2 separate regions of the Sus scrofa genome follow, and region 2 is linked to region 1. The links are chromatin contacts, called in public HiChIP or PLAC-seq maps. All regions are on one chromosome and are shown on one strand. Each heading gives the region's core, a stretch centred on a gene start, on an enhancer-like site or on the middle of the called end of the contact. The rest is flanking DNA. Distances are from core to core; before and after follow the strand shown.

Evidence for each region. HiChIP or PLAC-seq counts read pairs in DNA pulled down with a chosen protein or histone mark.
Region 2: an H3K27ac HiChIP or PLAC-seq map of skeletal muscle shows a contact between it and region 1, with 13 times the contacts expected there. The contact joins two enhancer-like sites. A contact is called at or near these places in 3 of 5 promoter capture datasets (fetal liver, fetal skeletal muscle and liver), 26 of 47 Hi-C or Micro-C datasets (adipose tissue, alveolar macrophages, blood and 13 more) and 2 of 2 datasets of contacts at active chromatin or transcription factors (alveolar macrophages and skeletal muscle).

Annotation. Positions count from the first base shown.
Region 1 is chr11:2,868,527-2,872,523 of Sscrofa11.1, reverse strand. All of the region lies in intron 4 of SPATA13 (spermatogenesis-associated protein 13), which reads left to right. Among named protein-coding and RNA genes, the nearest start is that of MIPEP, 80 kb to the right of the region's middle. Within about 2 kb of position 1,638, at least 32 of the 83 cell types and tissues checked have an H3K27ac peak or open chromatin away from gene starts, as enhancers often do. A contact at or near this core is called in adipose tissue, fetal liver, liver and 2 more, where this site is marked.
Region 2 is chr11:2,984,325-2,988,321 of Sscrofa11.1, reverse strand. All of the region lies in intron 4 of SPATA13 (spermatogenesis-associated protein 13), which reads left to right. Among named protein-coding and RNA genes, the nearest start is that of AMER2, 140 kb to the left of the region's middle. Within about 2 kb of position 1,686, at least 29 of the 83 cell types and tissues checked have an H3K27ac peak or open chromatin away from gene starts, as enhancers often do. A contact at or near this core is called in adipose tissue, fetal liver, liver and 2 more, where this site is marked.

The sequences.
Region 1 (3,997 bases), core at 389-2,888:
CAAAATTGACAGGGCAAACATCCATCCCCAATGGGAAACCCCATTGTCACCCGCAGGAATGCGGTTTAGCTCTAGCCTCGTAACCCAGATAAGGCCAGCCGAGACGGTCACACCTGGTGCAGAGTTGACACCCTTCCCAGAGACACACTGGCTCGGTCCCAGCCGCAGCTGGGCTTTCCGGTACACTTTGTTTTTAGACACTCACATGATTGGCTACTTAAAGAAGCCGGGGCCCTGATTGGCTGTTTAAATGAAACCGGGGCCCTGATTGGCTGTTTAAAAGAAGCATCCTCCCATCTCACCTGGAGAGGCCTGACGGTACCCTGTCCATGGGGAGGACAGCTTTTCCCACGTGGGGCTGCAGGGAGAGGAAGAAGGTCTGGTATTAAGGACGGGGCAGTAGGGAAGGGAACTTCATCCTTGGAACTGGAATCCTCAGTGAATCTTAGACGCATTTGCCAATGGAAATGTTATTATACATTATGGTTAAACGCAGTGTTTAACTTATCACTTAACTGTTATCACTTAGATATGGTTTGATGGACAGAGTCTGTGGGGAAATGGATTGCTCATAAATAACCCTTTAGAATACAGTGTGTCCCAGGAGCTCCCGCTGTGGTACAACAGGATCAGCAGCATCTTGGGAGCGCTGGGACCCAGGTTGGATCCCCAGCCCCGCACAGCAAGTTAAGGACCCGGCATTACCCCAACCGCAGCTTGGATCTGATCCTTGGCCCTTGAACTCTATATGCCGCGGGTGGCCACAAAAAAAAAAGAATATGTCCTGTCCCCAAAATGCGGATGCTAGAATTTGAGCTCCCAGTCAGAGCCCTGATTTAACCAAGGTTCTGGGAATGATGTTGGAATGAATCCTAGGGAAACGGGAGAATAAGATGGGCAGGGCCAGCAGGCAGCCCTGAACCTCCTACGGAGCACAGGCCAGCCTCTCAGCTGGCGGTGATCGGGCCCCACGTGTGCCAGAGCCTTAGTCACAGAAGGCAGAGGATGCAGAGTTTGATAAGACGTGGCTTCTGCCTTTCGGCCTTGTCCGAGTTTCATGGGGAACGTGGGTAGACCAGAGCTACAGAGCAGCGCGGCCAGTGCTCAAGCAGCAGGGCACTCGGGAGCCCCCAGGAAGGGGCTGTGTCAGGAGTCGGGAGAGTTGCTCTAGGGGAGCTGATTTGAGTTAAAGATACATGTTTGTTCGGCAGGGCAAGAGAAGCATCTCTAGATATTGCAAACAAAGGGCATCTAATGGAGGGATTACTTTACACGGCTGAGATACCAGAGAGAAGCCAGAGGAGCTCAGGCGGGCGGGGGCGGGGGGGGGGGGACGACACATGCTGGAAGGAGGGCGGTGCCAGTGTAGCCGGCCTGGTGCCTTGGCACAGGAGGAGGCCCTGGGAGGGGTGTGGGGGCAGGCCAGGACCCCTGCAGAAGCAGGAGCCAGCTCAGTTGGAAACCGTCCATTAAGGAAGTTGTGTTTCCCTAATACAGAGAGCCAAGAGTGGCTGTGAGAGGCTCTCAGAGCCGTTGAGGAAATGGCCCAGAATTGTTGCAATGTGAGGAAGGGCCCCTAAGGGGAGTCCTCTGAGGTCCAGAGGCACAGCGACACGGGATGAAGTGCCGCCTGTCCATTTGCATTCGGAACAGACCCCAAGGCGGGGCGGGAGGTGAGTCAGACCAGTCGGGACAGTGCTCGGAAGGCTGACACCCGGGAGCATGGCCAGGACAGTCACATCTGCAGCGGATCTGGGCTCACTGATGAGAAGTGGGGAGAAAGGGGGAGGGCTAGGAGGGCCCCTGCATTTTGGCCAGTATGGGGCAGCTCTGGGGCTGGAGCCGGGTCCCCTGCTGCTCTCACCTGTGCTGGCACCTGTCCTGGCTTGACACAGGGTCCTGACCTTGCAGGTTCTGCTGTGCTGTGATTCAAGGCCCGGTGCTTTCACCCCTTCAACCTTCCAGAATTAGTGCTTCCTTCCGGTGTCACATTTTCTATAATTTACCAGGATGTAAATTACAAGAACCTCCTTGTTGGTACTTTAGCCTGCTATATGTTCCTCACTTTCAAATTCAAGTTCAAGTTCTTATTTAAGAATTACTGCTCATAGTTGTTTTCAGAGAATGCTCAGTAGGAATGAATAGACGTGTTCCCGTCTAAAGTTCATGCAATCCAGAATCCAGCTTGTAGACAATGGATTTCACAATATTCCCAGCTGAAATTCTTTCTCGTAGTTCTGTTCATAAATACGTCTGGCCGAGCTCCCACAATTTACAAGACTTGCTACAAAACCACTGATTGAATTGCAACCCCTGTTACTGAATAGAGGTCAAAGTATTAGTTCTAAATAATGCAAGTTGGTATGTTACTCGGAAATTCCAGGAAAAGCTTTTTTCCGTGATTTTCAGTTTCATTGCAGGCAGCAGACAAAAGTCACGTTGTTCTGCTCTGTGGACAGAATAGCAAGTCGCTGGTCTTTAAAAAGCATGTTGCCCCAATGAGAAACTCAGATATGCGTGTATTTTGCTGGCTTTCTATCCTAAAACGTATATATGATCTTTAGGTAAATGTTTTTCTTTTTTTATATATAATGATTTTTATTTTTTCCATTGTTGCTGGTTTACAGTGTTCTGTCAATTTTCTACTGTACAGCAGGGTGACCCAGTCACACATACATGTATACAGTCTTTTTTCTCACATTATCCTGCTCCATCATAAGTGACTAGATAGAGTTCCCAGTGCTACACAGCAGGATCTCATTGCTTATCCATTCCAAAGGCAGAAGTTTGTATTTATTAGAGCCAAATTCCCAATCCATCGGAAAATGTTTTTTAGTGTCGTGAAAGTCCGAATCCCTTCACGTTGGAGTAATAAAACGGTACACGATGATGAATTGTTAGCATTGGTACAGATAGTGACACGGCAGCATAACTGATACACAGGTCACCTCAAGATAAACTTAACTAAGTGGACAAAGCATACTTCTTCCTCTCAAAGACCTAAGAGCCTGGTTCTGAAGGAAGCGACATAAACCTGTTGAAAGGATGAATATAAGCATCAGCCTAGGCCTTGTGAGGCAATTTACTGAGATGCCTGGAGCCCAGGGACTAGGGGGGCTAATTCACTCTAGGGGCGTCTGCAGGGATTTTGCAACGAAGGTGACATCGGCAGCCAGTATCAGAGTGTCTGGCTGGTTGACTAAGGCCATGTCGGCTTTTCTTTTTCTTTCTTTCTTTCTTTTTTTTTTTTTTTTGGCTTTATCAAGTTATTGTATTTATTTTATTTTTTTTTTATTACTCAATGAATTTATCACATCTGTAGTTGTATAATGATGTCGGCTTTTCTAAACCTGTTTTCACCCAGTTCCCCCCATTCCATGCCATGGAACCATCCTTCCAGCCGTATTCTTCTTGATGTAAGGTCAAGATCATCCCAGTTTGCCAAGCAAGACCTTTCTGGTTTCGGCCCTGACAGTTCCACGTCCTAGAGGACACCCCATCCATGCATGGGCCAATGGGGGCAGCTGGTCCCCCTGCTCTACTGCCCCCAAATCTTCCTGCACTTCATACCTCTTTCCCCCCAGAGTGGCCATGACCTTGTCATCACCTTGAATTCATCTGTGGCTCACACAGATCCTCAGCCAACAGGGGCTCATGACTAGAATGGCTGCTTGAGATGTGCCTGAATGTTGGCACCTCTTATTTGGTAGATGGCGCAGAAGCACAGATGGTTGAAAAGACTTACTCAAGATGCATGTGCCAGTTTAGACCCAGACCTGACCCCGGTCTTCCATAGAACCTTCTCAAACCACCCAACGTTAAAGCAACGCGCCCCTGCACCCTGAGCCCTTGGGGTCAGGGGAAGAGTTTGGTCTTTGGTTGTAAAAGGTCTCATAGCGCCCTCTAGTGGTGGCGTCACCGTGTCTTCATCCAGGCAGATTCTGTCCCGTGTCCCGTGGGGGTCTAACAGGATGGTTATTATTACATTGTAGTCAGC
Region 2 (3,997 bases), core at 437-2,936, 120 kb before region 1:
CCCCTCTTCCTCGGGGTTACGGACGTTGCTCTGAATCCATCCCTTCATCCTTGCACAGCAGAGTGTTGACGGTCAGAGACTCAGGTGCTAAGGCCCTACCAGCCGACTGACCCTGGCCGGGCCACCACCCTCCTGCGGCCTGAGTCTTCTCATTTGTCCAGGAATAAGGTGGGATCCCAACCTTGAAATTGCTTGCCAAATCTAGGCGCTCTTGGCTGTCCCAGTCCTCTGCCAAGTGGCCTCTAAAAGCTCGTGTCAGTTGCCTGAGCAGTTCTGTCTGCTCCCTCCCGGATGCAGAATAAAGCAATTGCAAGACTTTTGCTCAGTGACCTTGGCAATGTCAAATCTTGTTCTGGAAAATGTCTTTTGACTGTTGGGGTTGGAAGGAGATATAAGGATATTGCATATTTACGTGGGCGGTCTCACAACGAAGGGACAGAGTAGCAGAAGGTTTTACCGCTGGAGAAAACCAGCCCATTTCTCTCTGCAAAGCCCTGTACGGCGTTAGGGCGGGTCTGTCATAGCTGGGCCTCATGATGGGAAGCGGGGGAGGGAGCTCGTAGGCCTTGCACCGGTGTTGACACGGTTGAAGGGAGGAAATCAATCACTTTTTACCAAATGAGAAAGGAAGTTAAAACTACAAGTACACAAAGAACAGAAGTGTCTGGAACAGCTTCAATACAGGGTCTGCTGTCTGCCAGCCTGAGTATATTATGACTGGCCAGAGATGCCCCCGAAAGTTCCAGAAAGGGGCAGGCGGGCAGAGCCTAGAGCCTGGCTCAACAAATCAACCTGTGTTTGTTTGTTTGTTTTGTATTTTTAGGGCTGCACCTTCGGCACATGGAGGTTCCCAGGCTAGGGGGTGGAATCAGAGCTACAGCTGCCGGCCTACCCCACAGCCACAGCAACACCGGATCCTGAACCCACTGAGCGAGGCCAGGGATCGATCCTGTGACCTCATGGACACTAGTCTGATTCGTTTCCACTGAGCCACGATGGGAACGCCCTGTGTTTGGATTTTGAAGGTGGTGAGAGCGTAAATTGAACCTTGGGGTCGTCGTGAGTTTTCCATATAAAATGTACAGTGTGTTGAATCCTCCCTCCCCCTGCCCGTGGCTCCGTGTTCTTCTGTCCCGCGTGTCAGCCCCGTGCAGGTGGCGTGTCGGCCCGCAGAGCCAGCACAGAGAACACCTATACACCTGCGTGCCCGAGCCAATGGCAAGACGGTGTCTTTTGACAGCTCGTCTTCTGAGCTGGGCACACACAGCACTTAAAAGACCAAGACCCACGTCTGTGTTTTGGGAGAGATGTGAGGCTAAGAGAAGCAGGATGCTCTGTGCGCCTGGCCAGACGAGCAAAGCGATGTGGGTGCCCCTCCCTCCCCCGCCCTTCACCTTGGCCTCCAGGCCCCGCATCCCGGCTGCCATCCCCACACCCTACGCGGCTGCCAGCCTCAGAGGGAGGCTCCCATCACAGCCTCTGGCCCCCCTGGGAGGCCTCGGCACAGCAGCCCTGTCGCCCAGGGCCCACGACTGCCCCACCAGAAGGCGGGCTCCACGTGGGGGGTTCTGTGCCGGTCGCGTCTGCGTCCTCAGTGCCAAGCCGCCATCTGGCACAGAGGAGGTACCCATAAATATTCATGGGGCCAGCCGGTGAATCACTGTCAGTCCGCCTCCGTGGCCAAGACGGAAGCCCTCTGGCCATCCGCCAGCCCCTTGTCGTGACCCCGAGCTGGCCTGGGCTTCCGGCCCCCTGGCCTGGGGCCTCCACACCCCTCCTCCTCTCTGGACTCTGGCCGCAGGAAGACACACCCCTCAACATCGTCCCCAAGTGCCCCCCCAATGCCTGGAACCCTGGCTGTCACCCAAGAACACACTGCCCCAAGCGCCCTCCTCCCCTCCCCACTTCCTCTGAACGAGGGTCAGCACCCGCTTCTGTTTCATCCCGTGTAAAACCAGACAAAACTCTGCTCTCTACGGCCGCCATCGGGCCGCGAAGCCACGTGCTGTGTGTGGGGCTGTGCTAACTCCCCACCGAGGGCCTCCGCCCCGAGGGCCTCCTGTGCCCCTCCCCGGGGGGGCCTCGATCCTCCCGTCACGACCCCTACTCTCTCCTGCACCTGCTCTTCAGCTACACCAGACCCACCCCACACACTGCTTTCCTCTGTGAATTCACCATCCTGTCCCAGAAAACTGAAGAAGTCCTTGAGCTCCCAGTCAGCGCATCAGCATAAAAGCAGCAAAACCTGGAGTTCCCGTCGTGGCTCCGTGGTTAACGAACCCAGCTGGTATTCATGAGGACGCAGGTTCGATCCCTGGCCTCGCTCAGTGGGTTAAGGATCTGGCATTGCCACGAGCTGTGGTGCAGGTCACAGATTCGGCTCGGGTCTGGCGTGACTGTGGCTGTGGTGTAGGCTAGTGGCTACAGCTCCGATTCGACCCCTAGCCTGGGAACCTCCATATGCTGCAGGTGCAGCTGAAAAAGACGGGGAAAAAAAAAGAAAGGCAACAAAACTTGCTGAAAACGACTCACCTCCTGGCTCCATCAAGCTGACGTGTCATGATTGGGTGACTGGGTGACACTTGGATTTAAAGCATCACCATTAAATTAAAGGAAAAAGAGTAGCCTCACCGGAGAAATCTGGCAGGCAGCACCTTAACCAGGTGACAGAGCTACCGTCACCATGGATGTTCTTGTCCTGAGCGCACGTTTCCCTTTCCTGAGACAGTCCCCAAACCCAAACCTGGCCTACTGAGGAGGAAAATCCCAGACAACTCAGCTGGCAGGAAATTGTGGAAGGCACTGCACCACCCCCTTTAAAACTGCGGTGGAACAAGAAAAGCCTGAGAAACTGTCCCCAACCAGAGAAGACGCAGGCGCTGTGACAGCCCCGTGCAGCGTGGCATCCGGATGGGAGCTTGGAGCAGAGGAAGGGGCATTTGCCAGCCGTGTCGAAATCCCCCTGGAGCTCAGGTCATAGCTGTCACCATCTCAGGTTCAAATGCCATTGGCCATGTAAGAGGTTAATAGTTGGTGAAACTGAGTGAGGGACATACGGGAACGCTCTGTACGATCTTTGCAGCTTTTATGTAAAGCTAAAAGTCTGCCAAAAGAAAGAGTCTGTGCGCCAAAAGGATGCTTGAATTGACCCAGGTTAGATGGCAGATGTGGCTTGGATCCAGCATTGCTGTGGCTGTGGTGTCGTAGGCTGGCAGCTGCAGCTCCGGTTCAACCCCTAGCTTGGCAACTTCCATAGGCCGCACGTGGGGCCCTACAAAAGCAAAAAAGAAATAGCCAATATTAAGCCTAACTCTTCGTATAGATAAAAAACTGTAAGAAGATTAAGGAGGGTTATGTAAGTAAATTCACACATGATGAAATTTCACTGTGTATGAAGTTAAAAAGTCATTAGCATGAGAAGTGAAGGCTAATAATTCGTTTTAAGTGAGCAGTAAGGAGAGCAGGCGGTATCGTGTTTCACTAACTACTTCTTGTTTCTCACCTCAGGAAAAGAATCTTAGGGGAGAAAAAGCTACTGATGTGACCTAAGACTGTTTTTGTTTCAATGATGAGACTTGCCCACACAAACAATTCTGTGTTTCGTCATTCATTTTGCTATTCCTGTCATATTACCAGTTCAGTCATTCTTGCCAGTGTTTGATCTTCACCCATGACCAGATGCTTCTGGCTACGGTGAAAGGGTAAAAGTAGGGGATGGGCAGGGTTGAGGGGCTGACCCCCAAAAGGGGACCAACAGCTCAGATCTCAGTGGCCAAAGGGGGGGTTCCAAGTGTGGGTTCACTCCGGGACAGTAGCCCCACCTGCTTGAGATCTGGGGGCAACATGGCAGAGGGCCTTGTGGTGAGCGGCTCATTGGCCTAGGATTTGCCCTGGCGAGGTGACGCAAGGGACCCTGTCCCAGCCCCAGGACATCCTTTAGCTCAGGGGTGTCCCACATACTGACTGCTGTCCAGGGCAGAGCTCCAGGGCAGGGCGG